Linked DNA regions of Mus musculus: regions 2, 3, 4, 5 and 6 are each linked to region 1. Evidence: chromatin contacts called from public Hi-C and promoter capture Hi-C data. All regions are on one chromosome and are shown on one strand. Each heading gives the region's core, a stretch centred on a gene start, on an enhancer-like site or on the middle of the called end of the contact. The rest is flanking DNA. Distances are from core to core; before and after follow the strand shown. Region 1 holds the start of Rictor (RPTOR independent companion of MTOR, complex 2). Region 2 holds the start of Fbxo4 (F-box protein 4). Region 3 holds the start of AW549877 (expressed sequence AW549877). Region 4 holds the start of Nadk2 (NAD kinase 2, mitochondrial). Region 5 holds the start of BC037032 (cDNA Sequence BC037032). Region 6 holds the start of Lmbrd2 (LMBR1 domain containing 2).

The links. Promoter capture Hi-C pulls out the DNA fragments that hold promoters and counts their contacts. Hi-C and Micro-C count contacts between places; a contact is called where the count stands out from the background.
Region 2: a contact with region 1 is called in a promoter capture Hi-C map of pre-B cells, with 9 times the contacts expected there. The contact joins the promoter of Fbxo4 here to the promoter of Rictor in region 1. A contact is called at or near these places in 6 of 39 promoter capture datasets (erythroid cells, hippocampal neurons, liver and 2 more), 1 of 484 Hi-C or Micro-C datasets (pre-B cells), 2 of 115 datasets of contacts at active chromatin or transcription factors (embryonic forebrain and thymic regulatory T cells) and 2 of 9 other capture datasets (adipose tissue and liver).
Region 3: a contact with region 1 is called in a Hi-C map of erythroblasts, with 7 times the contacts expected there. The contact joins the promoter of AW549877 here to the promoter of Rictor in region 1. A contact is called at or near these places in 5 of 39 promoter capture datasets (the C10 cell line, erythroid cells, hippocampal neurons and 2 more), 2 of 484 Hi-C or Micro-C datasets (erythroblasts and pre-B cells), 4 of 115 datasets of contacts at active chromatin or transcription factors (astrocytes, cardiomyocytes, large pre-B cells and 1 more) and 2 of 9 other capture datasets (adipose tissue and liver).
Region 4: a contact with region 1 is called in a promoter capture Hi-C map of liver, with 6 times the contacts expected there. The contact joins the promoter of Nadk2 here to the promoter of Rictor in region 1. A contact is called at or near these places in 4 of 39 promoter capture datasets (hippocampal neurons, liver and pre-B cells), 2 of 115 datasets of contacts at active chromatin or transcription factors (the 230-238 cell line and astrocytes) and 1 of 9 other capture datasets (adipose tissue).
Region 5: a contact with region 1 is called in a promoter capture Hi-C map of pre-B cells, with 5 times the contacts expected there. The contact joins the promoter of BC037032 here to the promoter of Rictor in region 1. A contact is called at or near these places in 9 of 39 promoter capture datasets (the 3T3-L1 cell line, 3T3-L1-derived adipocytes, the C10 cell line and 4 more), 1 of 484 Hi-C or Micro-C datasets (CD4 T cells) and 6 of 115 datasets of contacts at active chromatin or transcription factors (T-cell acute lymphoblastic leukemia, astrocytes, embryonic forebrain and 3 more).
Region 6: a contact with region 1 is called in a promoter capture Hi-C map of liver, with 4 times the contacts expected there. The contact joins the promoter of Lmbrd2 here to the promoter of Rictor in region 1. A contact is called at or near these places in 3 of 39 promoter capture datasets (hippocampal neurons and liver) and 1 of 9 other capture datasets (liver).

The regions. Positions count from the first base shown.
Region 1 is chr15:6,707,033-6,709,732 of GRCm38.p6, reverse strand. It overlaps Rictor (RPTOR independent companion of MTOR, complex 2), which reads right to left and starts at 1,352. Exons shown (of 38, transcript NM_030168.3): 1 at 1,282-1,352; 2 at 1,053-1,100. The coding sequence starts at 1,330.
Region 2 is chr15:3,978,249-3,980,948 of GRCm38.p6, reverse strand. It overlaps Fbxo4 (F-box protein 4), which reads left to right and starts at 1,376. Exons shown (of 7, transcript NM_134099.2): 1 at 1,376-1,707. The coding sequence starts at 1,525.
Region 3 is chr15:3,994,494-3,997,193 of GRCm38.p6, reverse strand. AW549877 (expressed sequence AW549877) reads left to right here and starts at 1,448. Exons shown (of 6, transcript NM_145930.3): 1 at 1,448-1,579. The coding sequence starts at 1,480. Gm2093 (predicted gene 2093) reads right to left here and starts at 1,155. Exons shown (of 3, transcript NR_045740.1): 1 at 1,110-1,155.
Region 4 is chr15:9,069,966-9,072,665 of GRCm38.p6, reverse strand. It overlaps Nadk2 (NAD kinase 2, mitochondrial), which reads right to left and starts at 1,406. Exons shown (of 13, transcript NM_001040395.4): 1 at 901-1,406. The coding sequence starts at 1,164.
Region 5 is chr15:4,026,057-4,028,756 of GRCm38.p6, reverse strand. It overlaps BC037032 (cDNA Sequence BC037032), which reads left to right and starts at 1,351. Exons shown (of 2, transcript NR_028266.1): 1 at 1,351-2,700. It overlaps Oxct1 (3-oxoacid CoA transferase 1), which reads right to left and starts at 2,329. Exons shown (of 17, transcript NM_024188.6): 1 at 1,908-2,329. The coding sequence starts at 1,985.
Region 6 is chr15:9,139,284-9,141,983 of GRCm38.p6, reverse strand. It overlaps Lmbrd2 (LMBR1 domain containing 2), which reads right to left and starts at 1,414. Exons shown (of 18, transcript NM_177178.3): 1 at 1,244-1,414. It overlaps Skp2 (S-phase kinase-associated protein 2), which reads left to right and starts at 1,530. Exons shown (of 10, transcript NM_013787.3): 1 at 1,530-1,800; 2 at 2,281-2,552. The coding sequence starts at 1,793.

The DNA.
Region 1 (2,700 bases), core at 103-2,602:
GAGATGGGTCCCCCAAATCCCACATCCACCAAATAACTTTATACGACGGTCACTACATACAGGGTGGGTGGGGGAACCAAATTCATGTCGTATATACAATGTTTACGACTGTTCTTGTCTTGTTTTAACGTCCTAAGGTGTTTCACGGATCTCAAAAAGTGATTCCGTAACAGCAGAACTAGTTAAGTTACACTCCACTCCAGCGCTGTGGAGTCGGACCGTCCGGAATCTGTAGACCCAACTCCTGTTTAAGGAGGCAGAGAACGGACTGATGCTTCGGCGAGATACTGGGAGATGAAACACCAGCCCGGGGGCCGGTGACCGAAGCAAGAAAATACCGATCGTTCGCCGGGTGCGGTTCTTAAAAACAAAACACACGCGGGGCTCGCCCTGCTGGGAAAGGTGTAAACAAACCCAGCTCTCCTCCACTGCAGCCACAAGGTACACAATGAAGCGGCGGCCGAGTGAGGGGGCGGGCGGTCTCCAGCCAACTACAGCCCCAGCGGGCCCGGGAGACGGGAAGCGAGCAGCAGGGAGCTGCGGCGTGAACCAGACACTTAGCAGTCATCACGGGCTCTCCGGGTTCTCAAAAAGCTGCGGGGACCCCCCCCACCCCACCCAAGAGGATCCCACGGGCAGGGAAGAGCAGTCCCGCAGTGAGCAAGAAGCCGGCAGGGTCCAGCATCTGCTCTTGGGGGGAACGGGGAGGGCAGGATGTGGTCGCTCTTCCCACAAACATCCTCCAGCAACCTAAATAACAACCTCTACCTTGCTCCCCCACCCACCCCGTCCAAGGCCGCCCCCGGGATCCGGAGGTGGGGGGACCCGGGAGCGGACGGAGGGGGGACACACACGCGACCGAGCCGGCCGGGGAGCTCCGCAGCCGCCCGAGGCCCCGGAGCGGGCTCAGCCCCCCGGGCAACCCGGGCCACCCGGGCGCGGGGCAGGGGGATGGGCGCGGGCTCGGCCCCTCGCTGCCCCGCGCGGCTCGCCTGCCAGCCCGCCCGCCCGGCTGCCCGCGCCTCCCCGGCGGCCGCGGCGGCCCGCGTTACCTCGGGTCAGATCGAGCGGGACGTTCTCCTCGCCGCTGTCATTCCGCCCTGTGCGAGACAAGACACACAACCCCAGTTAGAATCCATCGCAGGCCGGCGGCGCCCGACGCCCCGCTCGTCTTCCCCGTCCAACCTCACCCCACCCCATCCCCAGGCCCGGAGCAAAGCCGAGCGCCGCGACCCGTGACCCGCACCGGGTGAGGCGAGCGAGGGCGGCGAGCGGGCTTACCTCGTATTCGGAGGTTCTTCAGAGAGCGGCCGCGGCCGATCGCCGCCATATTGACGGGTTTCAGTCACAACACCGGAAACCTCGCCCGATCGCGCGAGAACCCCCTTCCCCTCCCCGCGCGCCGTTCCCGCCCCCTCCGCCCCCCTCCCGCGGCAGCGCCCCCGCCCCTCGGCACGGAGGCTCGCCCGCGGGCGCCGAGCAACGCGCCGCCGCCTGTGCCGACCCGCATTGGGCGGTGGGATGCGACCCCCGGCGGGGGGACACGGGCAGGGCGTCGGGGCGCAGGCGTGGTGGGAGGCGCAGTTCCCACGGGGGGGGGGGGCGCCCATTGATGTGGCCCGGGACTCTGGGCGCGCGCGCGGCGGAGGTCGGGATGCGGGCGGGCCACCTGCTGGCCCGCCCCGCCGCACTCCCCGCGTGGCTTTAAAGCCCGTTTCCTTACTCATCGGCTAAAATTGTTACCATTATTTTTATTATTATTATTAAAAGAGAGGGTGGGGTCCGGGAAAAAGGCGCGCGGCGCACAGTTAGGAATGTCGCTTTGATCCTTTTCCCAGAACCGCGGCGCCCCGAGTGAACACGTAACAAAGTTTGTTTTCCACCCACGCTCTGACCATTGAGCTAAGCGGCTTCGCGCTTGATCACAGGCAAAGCCGCTCGCCGCCGCCGCCGAGAGCTGGGCGGCAGGGCGGAGGTTTGCTTTCGGTCCGCCGGGCATCCGACGTGCAAGGAGTGCAGAAAGCGGGCGTGCAGGGCGCTCGCCCGAGCGCGGGACTCTTTCCCCGGCGCGCGCCAGCGCCTGGAGGCCCGGGACAGGGTTTCCTCTCCCGGAGCCCGGGGAGGAGGCTGGGCGCCTCGTCCTGGCTTTCTGTTACTCCTACATCACTGGCTGATGCCGATGTCGAGGATCGATGTTTTTAATGCGGACTAGTCACAAGGATTAGTTTACGGGTTTCTAGAAGCGGGTTAGTACGCACTCATTTGGCCCTTAACCCAGCAACTCTCTTAAGCTAGATTACTTTAATGAGAGGATATTTTGTCTCCTCCTATTCCTCACCTCTCTCTTCCAGACTTAAAAGTCCAAAGTGGAGATCTTGCCTTAACCACTTAGTTTTTAGTACAGACGTCAAAAACGAGTATCTGTTAGTGTAAACCTTCAGCTCCTTTTGTTCTAATAATGTTCTAAATAATAATAATGTTCTCACTAAAAAAAAAAAAAAAAAAGCAAACCAAAACCTCTCTAAAATCAAAAAGAAAAATAAAAAAATATTAGAAAGACTCTCCGTGTTAATAATAGTGAGCAATTGTAGACTTGAAAGCCCAAAGGTAGAAATTATGCAAATGTAATTTAAAATGACTTTGTTGATCCAGTATATTAACAGAGTGGTATTAAGTAAGCAATTACAGATTTCCTTTACT
Region 2 (2,700 bases), core at 127-2,626, 2.7 Mb after region 1:
TTGGAATAGTAAGTGGTTAAAGGTTGACAGTGATTTTGAGATAGATTATGTGGGCTCCGCCCATCTTCCATGTTCTCCAGAACAAGGTTTACACCTCAGGTTATAACGTGGTGATCCTTACTAGATTATTCTAAAAGATTTTAAAGAATTTAACACGTGACTACTAAATCCGAAGTATTCCCGTGATGAAGTCTAGATGTGGAATGGGTTTGGGGATTAGATTAAGTGAGGTAATCTACTTTAAAGAGACTGATAACCTGCTACCAAATAGGTATTTGTGTCTTTCCTAAAACTATATCCAGTGCTATATAATATTTTGTTATATAGCCTACCTCTCATTTCTTAAATTTCTTTTTGATTATGATTAAAGTTACTAGAATAGACATCACTTTTGGAAGATTAAAAATTCACTAATGGCTTTTAATAGTACCACATCCAGGCTTTTCTTTCCTATCAAATTTTCTTCTGACCTTTTATGATAGATCATTGATTGAACAATTTTTTAGTGTATGTACATTTTTGTCGTGGGCTTAAACTCACCATTTTGGTAGAAAATACCTAATAATGGAGTTTGAGGAAGTAAATGCAAGCAAAATGTGAGTGGCCATGGCCAGAGATTGGATTCAGGTTGGCACACCAAGTTGTGGAAGCAGTTGCAAGAACTATTATAGCCACAAAACAAAGACCATACATCAAATACATATACCACCTACGCTGATGAGGGCATTATGTACACAGCCTAGATAAAATTGGCTACATCTTGCCTGGCTTTCAGATGTTACAACATTATTTACTTTAAAATCGGTAAAGGGGGCAGGTGTTTGAGAGATGGTTCAGCAGTTATAAGAATGTACTGTTCTTTCAGAGGGCCTGAGTAGGTGGCTCTCAAGGGTGTGGTTTCCAGTTCCAGGGTTTGTGATGCCTGTGGCCTCTGCTGGAACCTGAGTGCTCATGCATATATCCACATACATGTAGTTAAATAAAATTTTAAGCAAAGCTTACAAGTTTCACCCAACCTCATGAGGTTAGACCAAAACCAGATTGAAGTTAATATTAAAAGAGCTACGCTTGAGGCAGTTTTGGCTTCCCATCTACAATAGTTTCTCCACAGCACGATGTTCTAGTCAGCCAAGGTTATCTTTAATAACACATAAGGCTCCTGATAGCCTCCACGGGCTCAGTTTTTGCTCAACTCCAAGTGGTAGATTGCTGATTCCAAAACACAGAAGCACACATACAGCCTACTTAATATCTAACGCTTAAGGGGAAGCAAGATTTCAGAAAAAGGGTGGCTGTTCAACAAGCCCTAGCTCCCAGGTCCTTGTGGTGACGCACAGAGGCAGGGAGGGACCCGGAGGATGTGTAGTGTGGGAGGGTTTGGGCTAACGGGGTGAGTCATTCCGGGCCACCTCGGCCTGGAGCCCTGCCCAACCGACCAGCCCGGGTCGTACCAGCGGGGCGGAGGCGGAGGCCGAGCGGCTGGGGAGCCCGTGCGCCCCGCGGTGTCGCGCGGAGCCTGCGACCATGGCTGGAAGCGAGCCCCGCGGAGCCGGCTCCCCGCCGCCCGCCAGCGACTGGGGCCGCCTGGAGGCAGCCATCCTGAGCGGCTGGAGGACCTTCTGGTATTCGGTGGCCAAGGAGCGGGCGACGCCGACGGCCTCCCGGAAGGAGGCGGCGGAGGAGACGAGCGCGCTGACGCGGCTGCCGGTGAGCCGAGGCCGCAGGCCGCGCACAGAGACCGCCGCAGGCCGGGGGCCTGGGCCGGCAGGGCAGCCACTTCCGGGTGTGTGCTCGCCTGGAAGTGAAGTGGCCAGGATTGCCTTGATGGTAACTCTTGGTATCCCCCTGCCAACCAAGGTCGCACTACAACACTCACTAATGACCAGCGAGATCACCCACAGGTTGTCAGTCATCCTATTTGGATGTCTGGAAATCTGATGAAGGAAGTGGGTTAGCTTGGAAGGCATTCCAGTGTCTTTCTTCTGCACATTTTAATCCCTAGTCAATGTATTCCAGTTAGGGGGGGGGGGGGGTCGCCTAGAGCAAGCAACTCTGACATATCCAAAGCAACAAAACTGCCACATAATTGAAACCAGTAAAGTTACAAGTACCTCAAGTTAGGTCAGGCTGCAAAGAGGATGCATGCAATTTAAAGTTTCAGAGAAAGATAAAATAAATAAATAAATAAATAAATAAATAAATAAATAAATAGATTATACATTGTTGATGACAATTCCTTTATCTCAGTTGGGTTATTAGTACATCCCACTGACATTCACTCTAAATGAAAGCCACAGGCTTAGGTTACCTCCAAGCTTCTCTCAGGTGTCCTCGGAACCTGATTAATACTCTATAGAGAGAAATTCAAATGACAGGTTCACATGCTTTCATTTGATCTAGTGATAAAATCAGAAAAACCGCCACTTTGTTTTTTTAGATTTATTTATTTATTTATTTTATGTATATGTGAGTACACTGTCACTGACACACCAGAAGAGGGCACTGGATCCAAATTACAGATGGTTGTGAGCCACCATGTGGTTGCTGGGAATAGAACTCAGGACCTCTGGAAGAGCAGCCAGTGCTCTTAACCTCTGAGCCATCTCTCCAGCTTGAAAAAAATCTCCACTTGACACTCATTTATTTTTGAAGAACAAATTAGTAACTGGTACATCAACATACTCATGGAAAGAAATGAAA
Region 3 (2,700 bases), core at 199-2,698, 2.7 Mb after region 1:
TGCCCTGGAGCTGGAGGCCTAGACAGTTGGGAGTGGCCATGTGGTTGCCAGCAATGATCTCTCCAGCTTGTGCCTGGAAATGTTATTTAGTGCAGTTTGGCATGTTAGAATATGGGTCCTTAATTTCTGTGGGATGCTTGCTTGTTTGTAAACTGGGTCTCAGTATGTACTGGCTGCTCTAGAACTGCCAGCATCCCCTCCAGCCTTAGCTTCTCAAGTTCTGGGATTACAGAGTAAGTCAACACTCTAGCATAAGAGTTTGAATTCTGTAGTTCACCTTGATTATAGAATGCAATTTTTCTGGCCTTCAGATTCTTCATTATAAAGTATCATAAGGATTTGTTGTTGATTATTGTTTTCTATTAAAAACCATTTTCCCAAGTACGTAAGGGCATTACACAAGTACCGAAGACACAGAGCACGTGTTTTTTGCTCTGTGCATTTAGAGTAAAATGACAGGAGAAAAAAACTGGTCATCATGGCCACTTGCAGAAAAGTGACTGTGGTTAGTCACTCTTAAACGATCACATTACTATTTTCATAGTTTAAATATTTTCTACCAGGCTACAACAAAAACCTTAAAATTAAGATGAAGGGTAGAGTTATTCAAAATATATTGTGCCAAACCGGGGGAAACAAACGAACAAACAAAAAGCCAAAACAGCATTAGATTTCCGTGGCCATAGGCAAGAATTAGCATTCATGGAATGCAAAGCAATTTGACCACTTGAGTGCTGATTAAGACCCGGAAGAACACTTAACACTTGTCAGGAAGGTCTCAAGGTGAACTAAGACAGTGAGGTCGCTGCCACGTTTAGGTCGCAAGACATTTAAGGTACTTTAAGTGTGAGCTAGCCAAGATCAATCCGGAGTAAAAACAAGCTCCAGGGTGAAGATTCGGGGAAAGCGTTATGCCAGCTAGCAGGCTGAGGACTGCCAAGTTGTCTGCCCTCACACTAGGTCTCGCAGCTTGGATGAATCTCACCCGTCCGCAGACTTCCGTTTCTGACCTTCCCCCACCACCCCCCGCCCCCACCATTACAATCAAGTTTTATTTTAGTCCACCTCCTTCACTACAGCGCCAACCGCTGCAAATCCTCTTTCCAGACCTTCCAAACCGCCCTCTTCCAGCCAGCTGCTGCGGCTGCAATCTCCCTGCACCCGCGGAGAGAGTCGATGTCCTATTGGCTCAGCTCGGGGCATGGTCGGCTTCCGATTGGTTGAAATTAGAAGGCGGGAGAGAGGTGTGCCCTTACATCATCGACTGGCCCCTCGCAGCACGGGATTGTGGGAGGGAGAGGGCCACTGGGAGGAACTAAATACCCGGAACGACCTTTGCGGGCCGGGGCGGTCGTAGCCCGGAGCCTATGTCTCCGCCCACCGGCTGGGCGGGCTCCGCCCCCACTCCGCCAGCCAGGCCGTCAGGTGATCTGGGGCTCACGTGGTCACGTGGACAGGGCGGGCGCGCCCGAGCTGGCCATGGCGGCCGCGGTGTCCGGTGTGGTGAGGCGGGTGGAAGAGCTCGGGGACCTGGCTCAGGCTCACATACAGCACCTTAGCGAAGCCGCGGGGGAAGACGGTGAGGGAGCGCCGCAGAGGGAAGTGGGCGGACGGTGGTGAGATGCGAGGGGACCGCTGCGCTCGGTGGCCAGAAGGCGCGGCCTTCGGTCCGAGGCGGGGTCCCTGGTGCTGGCACTGCTGAGCTTGGTCCCCATTGGGCAGTCATCTGCCCTCTCCTCAGATGTCCTGTTACCCATGCAGCGTTTTCTACGTTCCTTGAAATCCTTTTTGTTTACATCCGACCAGATGTGTGGTGTCGAATCTGCGAGAAGGGTAGACTTTAAATAAAAGTACACACGGACTTTCTCCGGAATGTTCATACTGCCCAGAAAATGAACAGTATGTTTTTTTGTTGTTTTTTTTTTTTTTTTTTTTTTTTTTTTTTTTGCATTCAGAGAGACATGCATGACAGTTCACTTTTTCATTACTGCCTTGTAAATTTCCACTTTGTTTTCAATTCAAAATTCAGCTGTAAATACATATTGTACACAGTTATGGTGTAATTTTAATGCTCCCCCCCCCGCCCCATTTTAGTCCTTAGGTATTTTCTTAGAAGGGAAAATAGGTTAGGAAATACGTCATTCTTTTGACATCAGACTCGGTTTGCTTTTTATAAATTCTCAGTTGCCAATTGGTTCGACAGTAATCTTTTTTTGTTTTTTGAATGTTGAGCCTTTACCATCCATGAGCTTTAAAATTCTTGTGATTAGAGTCATACGATGACCGAAATGAAACATTTCTCCCAGGTGATTGACTAGTTGGTGTATTTACGGAATCAGTTCTATAATTAAATGAAGCACATATGACCACACTGAGGCTTTTTATCTTTTGGTTTGTGGCAAGCGGAACATAGAATTTGTAGTCACTGTTACCTCCCTGGGTCATGTGTCAGCCAGAGCTCAGGTAGTCTTACTTACTTATTACTGAGCCTAACAGTAATTCATATTTTCTTATGAAAGAATTCTATGATCCATTGTGAAAGGAGGCCTGGAAAGGAGGTTCAGTGTTCCATGGCCTTGTTTGGAGGCTTTGTTTATACATCTGAAAATTTACTAAAATCATAACTGTAGCTATCTGCTTTACAATCTACTAGGCAACATTGACGTTAATCTTACTGGAGAATTACTAACAGGGCTTACT
Region 4 (2,700 bases), core at 157-2,656, 2.4 Mb before region 1:
GTTTCCCCTGTGTCTAAAATAAAAATGTGAAGGTAAGGGCATCATTTTAGAACAGCCAGCCTACTTATTCTTGTACATAACTTAGTAATGCTTATATACAATTCAGTCTAAAGCCTTCGGGTGTCTGGAGTCAACAATTACAGGCATAACTGTGGGGGGGGGGGTTCCTAAATAAATTGCTAACAGCCCATTTCCCAAAAGTTACTGGGTAGCACAAAATCAATTTTTTTTTTCAAAAATGGGGAAGCTCGAACTCTGGGTTTAATCCTTCCCACACACACACACGCATGGCATACCTGGCAACGCTATTAGTAAATACACCAAACACGGTGTATGGCGGAGGCCCTGTTACTTCAGGGTTCATGCCTTCTCCCCATTAGCCGGCATACTTGTTCCTTTTCTGACCTTCCAACACAAAAACCCATCTCGGGTCAGCTTTCCTGCCTCGCTGTCCCAGGTGCTTGCTTTTCAAGCAGTAAGAGACCCTGAAGGGACAGGCGACCACAATCCAGCAGGGCTTTCCCTGGCCAGGCCTCTGTCCCCAGGCGAGAAGGGGGTGTGACCGCGGCACTTCGGCCCTCTCTCCGCCACCAGTGGCTGTGCTGGAGAATTTCCTTTCTCCCGGTGGTCTGGGGAGAGGTCCCCAGGACAAACAGGGCGAACAACCCTCATCTTCTCAGCGATGGGAGTCCGTGCTACCGAGGCGGGGGCGAGGACACACGTGGCTTCCCAAGTCCCGGTCCCAGGAGCCCCCTCTAAGGCAGGCTCAGGGCGCCCCAGTCCCATGCCCGAGGGGCCCCACAGGCAATCGGAGGAAGGTTGTCGGGCTTTGGGGGTGTCCTGTGGCCCGTCGCCCCCCACCCCCACCCCGAGTACCGGCCGTCCCCCGCCAGGACCCACCAGCTGCTTCAGGTCCTCCTCCGAGAGCTCCGCGTAGCGGTACCGCTGCTGCTCGAACTCGTAGCGGGTGGTTTTCGCCACCACCACCACCCGCGAGGGGCGGAAGCCGCCGTCGGCGGGGCTACCACCGCCCGCCAGCTCGCGCGGCTGCCCGTGCCCCAAGTGCCGCCGGCCGTCCGCGCCCGAGCCCGAACCCCGCAGAGCCGCGCGGCCACCCGCCACGCGCCGGCAGCTGCCCAGCAGGAAGCCCCGGTAGCAAGTCATGATCCGCGGGGCCGCGGGTGCAGGCTCGCGCTCCCTGCCGCCAGCACCGCGCCGGCCGCGCACAGGTTAAGTGCGGGGACGTGCGTGGAACGCGCCGGGGGGGGGGGGGACGTGCCCAGACGCACGCGAGGGCGGAGAGGCCCCGGGAGGCCCCGGGAGGCGGGGATCCGGGCTGGCCCCCGGGCAGTGGGTTTTATTTGTTTGTTTATCCGTTTTCTTGGGCGCCTGCGCAGTGGCCTCTCGGCCCGGCCCCACCTCCCTCTTCACCCTTTCAGGGAGGCCGCTCTAAGCCCGCCCCCGGGCCAGATCTGTCAGCTAATCAGAGGTCGGGAAGGTTTGGGAGCCCGAGGGGCTGCGGGGATTGGCTGGGGCTGGGAAAGGGACGAAATTCTATTTGGCTTTCGAGCTGCCCGAAGAAATCCAGTTGGAACTGGTCTGGGCGGCGTTGGGGGTGCAGGCGGAGTTTTGAGCGCCTGGCGGGAAAGCAAGTTTCTTGCGCATCTTCCTCTAGTTGCTTTCATTTTTGCTTGCTTTCTGGGTAGTTGGTCATGCTCGTCTAGGGTAAATTTTAACCAGTGTCTGCTGGATGGCTGATGTGGCCGTCGCTGGAGTAAGAGCTGGGGGCGGTGACCTCGCTCCAAACGGCTTCGTTTTGCAGGGCCTGATGGCAAATAAAGATGCCGAGCCCTTTATTAGAGAGGAATTAGAGCTAACCGAGAAGGATCACAGAGCATTAGCCCGAGCTCCGGTGACCACCAAAAGACCACCAGCCTAGAGAGGCAGTGCTGTCAGGGAGAAAGGAGGAGGATAATGAGGGAAGGAGTCTTGTCTAGTCCTGTGTGTCTGTCTAGACCGCGAGATAAGGTTGGAAAGCTGTGTAGGACCAGACTGAAGGGTTAAAAATGTTTTGCACTTTATCCTGTAGGCAAGCTCAGAGCAGTGTTTGATGATTATTGATCTGACTTTGGAATGTTGGGTAGGTAGTCCTTGAAGCTAGAGCAAGGGAAGTTACTGAGTCTGTGGGAACAGTTACACAACCATAGAGATGTAGGCTGATTAAGAATAAAAGGGAAAGCTACAATGAAGGGAAAGTCATAAGACAGGGTAGGTGGCCACTGCCCTGAGGTCCTTGCTGTGGCGTCCTTTCCTTTGCGATCCTGGCACTCCCAGTAAGTGGCCTCTGGATTCCGGGCATGCTATTTCATGTTTGTGACACTCAGATGCCTCTGTGATATCGAACCTGTTTTCTCTTTCACGTCACAGAAAACTACACTTTTGACTCCCACTTCTAGCTGGAAACATCTCAATGGGATATCCTAGTCAAATCTTATTTTGGATCCTTTCTTCTGCCTCTTCCAAAACATTGCTTCATTACACCATCCTCTCGGATGTGTCTTGAATTCTCTCAGGAAAACCCCTGCTGGGTTTTCCACTTCAGTCCTTAAGATTCCCATGTCTAGGACATTTAAAACTTTAAAGATTGAAAGAGCCTTCTACACCCCAGTTGTTTACCTGTTCCCTAACTCCCACTTACTG
Region 5 (2,700 bases), core at 102-2,601, 2.7 Mb after region 1:
TCTCAGTTTACCTGTTGGCTACATTTAGCCAGAAAGTATTCAAGGTTACTGAAGGTATCCACCAGGTTCTCTCAGGTGTGTACTAAAATGAGTATTCTTGGCAGAGCAGTCTGCAGTGTTGAGGGAGGCAAAGGACTGAGGTATACCGTGGTCCCAGTGAAACGAACACAGGGGTATTACAATTCAGCACAGGGGTATTACAATTCAGCACAGGGGTATTACAATTCAGCAGAGGCGGATGACTTACGCGCTAAGCAAGCAGCCAGTAAGGCCAACCAATGCATAAGCGGGCAGAACACCCCAGAGAGCAGGAGCTGCACCTTCTTTCCTCATTCCTGAGAAGCCTAACTTTGAACTGGGCCATGAACTTTTTACTAACCCATAATTACAGCTCATCCACCTAGAGGTTTGCTGGCTTGAGAAATGGTTTAATGATTATATTGAAAGTGGGGTAGACTAGAGGTGAATAATTTAAACTTAGACAAACATGCACTGTCAAAAGAAAGTTTTTGACCTTGGCCCAAGGACATCCCTGTGTCCTGGTTTTTTGCATCTGCTCCATCACTTGCAGCAGGTTGGCTGGTGGTTAAGTGCATCCAAATTTGCATGCAATTACCCAAATGCCTCCTTTGAGGAATTTAACAACGCAATGACTCAGTTCTGAACCATTCCCTAGCACACGAGGGAGTCCTGTGATGACATCTTTAGATTCTCAACACTCAGAGATTGAAGGCAAGGAAATGAGCAACAGGGGAAGGAGTTCAAGAGCACACAGTGCAAGTAAATGCCCTGCGTGATGCACTCTTCTTAAGTTCAGGACTGCAATTTGAAACCTCTTCAAAGAAAACTTTGCAGGTTCGGGAAGAGGCTCCTGAGCAAACTGAACACTCCAAGGTGAATCCACCCTCCTCCCCACCCTCCTCCAGCACTCAGTTCCTTGGTCCCATACTCAAATCCAACCCGAATGTGTGCTTAGAGGCTAGACCCTCTACAATGTATAAGCAAAAATATCCACCACCAGCTAGTCTGCTAGGAGGGCGACTCAGGATACCATTCTGTGGGTCAAGGTGTTTGGGTTTTTTTGTTTTTGTTTTTGATTTTTGTTTTTTTACGGTCTTTGAACATTGCAAGTCTCTAACCCGGAGGGGACGGAGAGGAATTCAAAATAAAGGACCGAGGCGTTTGCAAACTGCAGCGGAGCGCCGCCAGCCCTCCTTCTGCTTCCAAACGCTTGGCAGGCTAAATCGCCCCGTGACAAGAGCTCCAGTCCGGGTTCCCCTTTCTACCGCCATATAGGGAAGGGGAGGATGGGGAGCGGCAGTCCGCCTCCGCAGCGCACAGCATCCGCCCACTTGGCGGTGAACTTGAGCCAGCAGCGGTTAACCCGGCCCGGGGTTCTGGGCCTCAGCCGGCGCCAGCAGCTCCCTCAGGTGGGGCGCAAGCCTCAGCGCGCCGCCCTTCTCCGCTCCTCTCCTCCAACCGGCCCTTACCTAGGGCGACGGCCCCGGGGACCCCCTTCCCAAGGGCGTCGGCCTGGAGCCTGGAGTCTGTAGGAGTGGCGGGAGATGGGGACGCGAGTCCCTGGACGCCGACAGTCTGTCTCTAAGGCGTTGCTGCGTGGCTTTGGTACACAGAGCCTCGACCGCTTCTCCACCGCTGCAAGCACAGCGGGGAAGTGGATGGAGAAGCAAAGACAGACAGACAGACAGACAGACAGACAAGCGGCGGCGGGGCTACCCTGAAACCCGAGCGTCTCCAAGCCCCCACCCCCAACCCCCGGGCACGGCGCTGCAGATGCCAGATCCCCGACCAGAGGCGGTGGAGATGGGCAGGGCAAAGAACGCGCGCGCCGCTCGCAGCTCGTCCGCGCGTGGCCTTCCTCTTGCCCCCCTGCACCTTCAATTTACCTTATGCAGGGCGCCCCGCGAGCTGCGGGCTGAGGCGCCGAGCCGAAGCCCAGAGGACAGGAGTTTGAGAGCCGCCATCTTCGGCCCCGGGTGCGGGAGACGGTGGCGCGCGCGGGAGTGCGTGCGAGTGCTGGTTGCCCGGGGCCGCGGCGGCGTCACCGGCTAAGAAGAGAGAAGGCAAGGCGAGCGGTAGGGCGGGCTGGAGGCTCGACCGCGCGTCAGTGACGTCCTCGGGACCTCAGAGCGGTGCCGCCCCTTGCTGCCTGCTGGCTTGTCAAGAAGCGAGACAGGGAGGGGCTCACGGCTAGGAATGGAAAGGCTGCACAGCTAGGACGAGCCCCGCGGGTTGTGCCGGGGCCGGAGGTGCTGGGCTCCAGCTCATCTGCGGGCACACCCGCAGCGGCGGGCGCTGCACTCAGGCTGGAGGGGGCGCTAGAGCCTGCCTTCCCCTCGCGCAAGGCTTGGCATCAACCAGGGTTTCGGGTTGCCAAGGGCCTGGAGGGTCTCTTACTGAACGTGTTACTTTTCCAAATCGCCCTCTGGAATGAGTACAGGTACAAAGGGTCACTGATAAAGATCTCCTTCCAGATCTAGACAGCTCACCTTTCCAACATTTCTCAACCCCAACACCCACAACTCTCTTCAAGTCTGGTTTTGCCCTTAGTTTCCTCTGAAACCCAGCAGCGTGCTGACTGACCCTCATGAGACATGACCTGCTTAACCGACAGAGGGACAAGATTAGAACTGGGCTGTTGTTCCCCATCATCCTACTCTGTGTTCCAGAATTTTCCTG
Region 6 (2,700 bases), core at 165-2,664, 2.4 Mb before region 1:
GAGGCTCCTAATTTCAAAGTTGATAGGCTTTCCTTTCCTAGAGAGAACCTTGTGCCCACTAATTTAAATATCCTAAGGTCTCTGCTAACTCTTAGCTGAATTCAGGGCTGTTTTATATTTACTAGAATTTACTCTTGAACGAGTTACATCCTAACAGAAAGGACAAAGTTCAAGAGAAGGCAAATGAGTTTTTCAAAGTAACAAAAGATAACTTTATACACTATTTCAGAAGGTCTCACTTTAGATACTTTCCATAACAAAACTGTGACTACATACTTATTCTCCTAGTCTTTCTTTTCAAGTAAAACCAATTTGCAAAAAGGTCTTTTTTTTTTACACCAATCTCACTCACAGGAACTAAAAGTTCATGAATCTCTTCCTCTCAAGAAGTAACTGATGCAAAGATTATGCTAGAAACAAAGACAAAACTGAGCATGAAGGATTTAATTCCACTATAAAACGAATCTTGCTCTCTCCACAAAGAAACACAAGTGTATGCAATCTAACATACTAAACCAATATTCTAATGTTTTTGATGAAGGTGGCCTGCTTTTTTCTCAACTCTATAAATCTTCATTTTTACTGGACTAGAAATGCATCCCCCTACCCTCTCCCCTGTTGCACAGTTTGCACACCTGAATTTTGCATGGTCATTCTAATCTAATCGCCCCCGACCTCTTCAGAGGCTAAATTAGCATAGTTTCTAGGCAGAGAGATTCTAGGACAGGCTGTGGATTGAGTCAGAGGCACCTAAACAGCTTTCAGGGTGGTCTCTCCTTGCAAGCGGAGCCTCCCTTTTTCCCTTTGGTATTTGGGAGACTCATCAAGGATCCAAGAGGATGCACGCGGGAACCACTGCTGGCTCCTGCCGCCTTAAAAATAAACCATCGCTCCTCTTGGAGCTGCGCTTTAGCTCGAAAAAGGCTTCCCCTCGCACGCTGATTTGATCTTCAGTGCCAGCCCATGAGGTGTGCCGCGTCCTCGAGCCTAGTTTACAAGTGAGGAAAGGATCGCGTCCACAGACCCAGTCCTAAGGGCCGCCCACTGCCAGGTGGAGGAAGGCGAATGGCAGGAGTGCCACCCGCAGCCTCTCACCTGGCGGGCCATCGAGACCCCGGAGATGGGCCTGGCGGCGGCGGCCACTCACCATCTGGAACTCCCCCCAAGTCTATGTCCGCCAGGGACTGGGCCGGGACCCCAGACCCTGACGCACCTCACGCGTCCCCGCCCCCCTCACGCTCACCGTCGGACCTCGCCAGACAGCGTCTGGAAGGGACTCAGAAGCTTCGCGTCCGCCGCAGCCTGCCGGGGTCACGGATCCTTCAGTCCCGGGCGACCGTGGCGGTGATCACCCGAAGGCCCGTGAGCTCCGGGAAAAGGAAAACCTGCTCCCAGTCAATCGGCTGACATTTCCCAGCCAGCCGGAGCTCCACCCACTTCCGCCTGCCTGTCCTCCTCCTCCTCCTCCTCCTCCTTCAATCCCGCCCGGCGCCGCAGGGAGTTGTGGGTATCTGGAGGGTTGGTCCGAAATCAGAGTGGAAGAACCCAGGCAGGACTACGAGCTAGGCTCGGAACTACAATTCCCAGCAGGCAACGGGGCGTCAGAAGGCGGCTGCTGGAGAGCGGGATGCAGAACTCCGCGCGCGCGGTGGTGATGGAACGTTGCTAGTTCGCGGGTCCAACTGCTGGGGCCCCGGGGATCACTCTAAGCCGAGCGCTAAAACAGGAGTCTGGAAGGCAGGCAGCGCTTCAATTAATTCAAGCATTCAAAACTCCTGAATCAGTGGACACCATGCATAGGTAAACCGATTGCAAAAAAACCGGACAAAACATGAATGAACCGTTTGAATTCTTTTAGGCCGCGAATGTTGCTTCTTGTTCAAATAATCTGGTTATGTGAATGTTTGCTTAGAGAAAAAGGATGGATGAATGCTTTAGTGCGAATATCAATGTGGAGTTTAATTTGGCTTCCTAATTAAGTTTTCCTTCCTCTACTTTGAGTCATGGTATCAGTGCCGTCCCTCTTTTTCCCTCCACGGGAAGAAATTATTGAGGCCTTCTGCGTGACCATAAATCCCAAAGCCTTTCAAAGTATATATGTTCCCGATTTTTCTCTTTCATTCTTGTATTTCTCTCGCTTGTAGGCACGTTTAAAAAATGCAGTACTGTCACTTGCTGGGACTTTTCTCCACTCCATTCTTTACTCTTCTTTCATGCCTACCTTGGAATTATTTAGGGGTGTATTTTCAAAAGGAATAGAGAATGTCTGCCCTTCTGCAGGAAGCACCTTCAGGAGATTCCGGACCAGAGTGGCAACGTCACCACCAGCTTCACGTGGGGATGGGATTCCAGCAAGACTTCTGAACTGCTATCAGGCATGGGTGTCTCGGCCTTGGAGAAGGAGGAGGTGGACAGTGAGAACATCCCACATGGACTGCTCTCAAACCTCGGCCACCCCCAGAGCCCTCCAAGGAAACGAGTCAAGGGCAAAGGGAGTGACAAAGACTTTGTGATCATCCGTCGGCCGAAGCTTAGTCGGGAGAACTTTCCAGGTAATGCACAACACTAAGATCCAAACTGTATTGTAATGGGTTGAACTATTTTGTTTTAACTAAATTCGATTGAATTATTTCCTTGGGGAATCTTTTTGGATCGGTGCCTAAAATTGCCTAGTTTTGGTGCCTAAAATTGCCTAGTTTG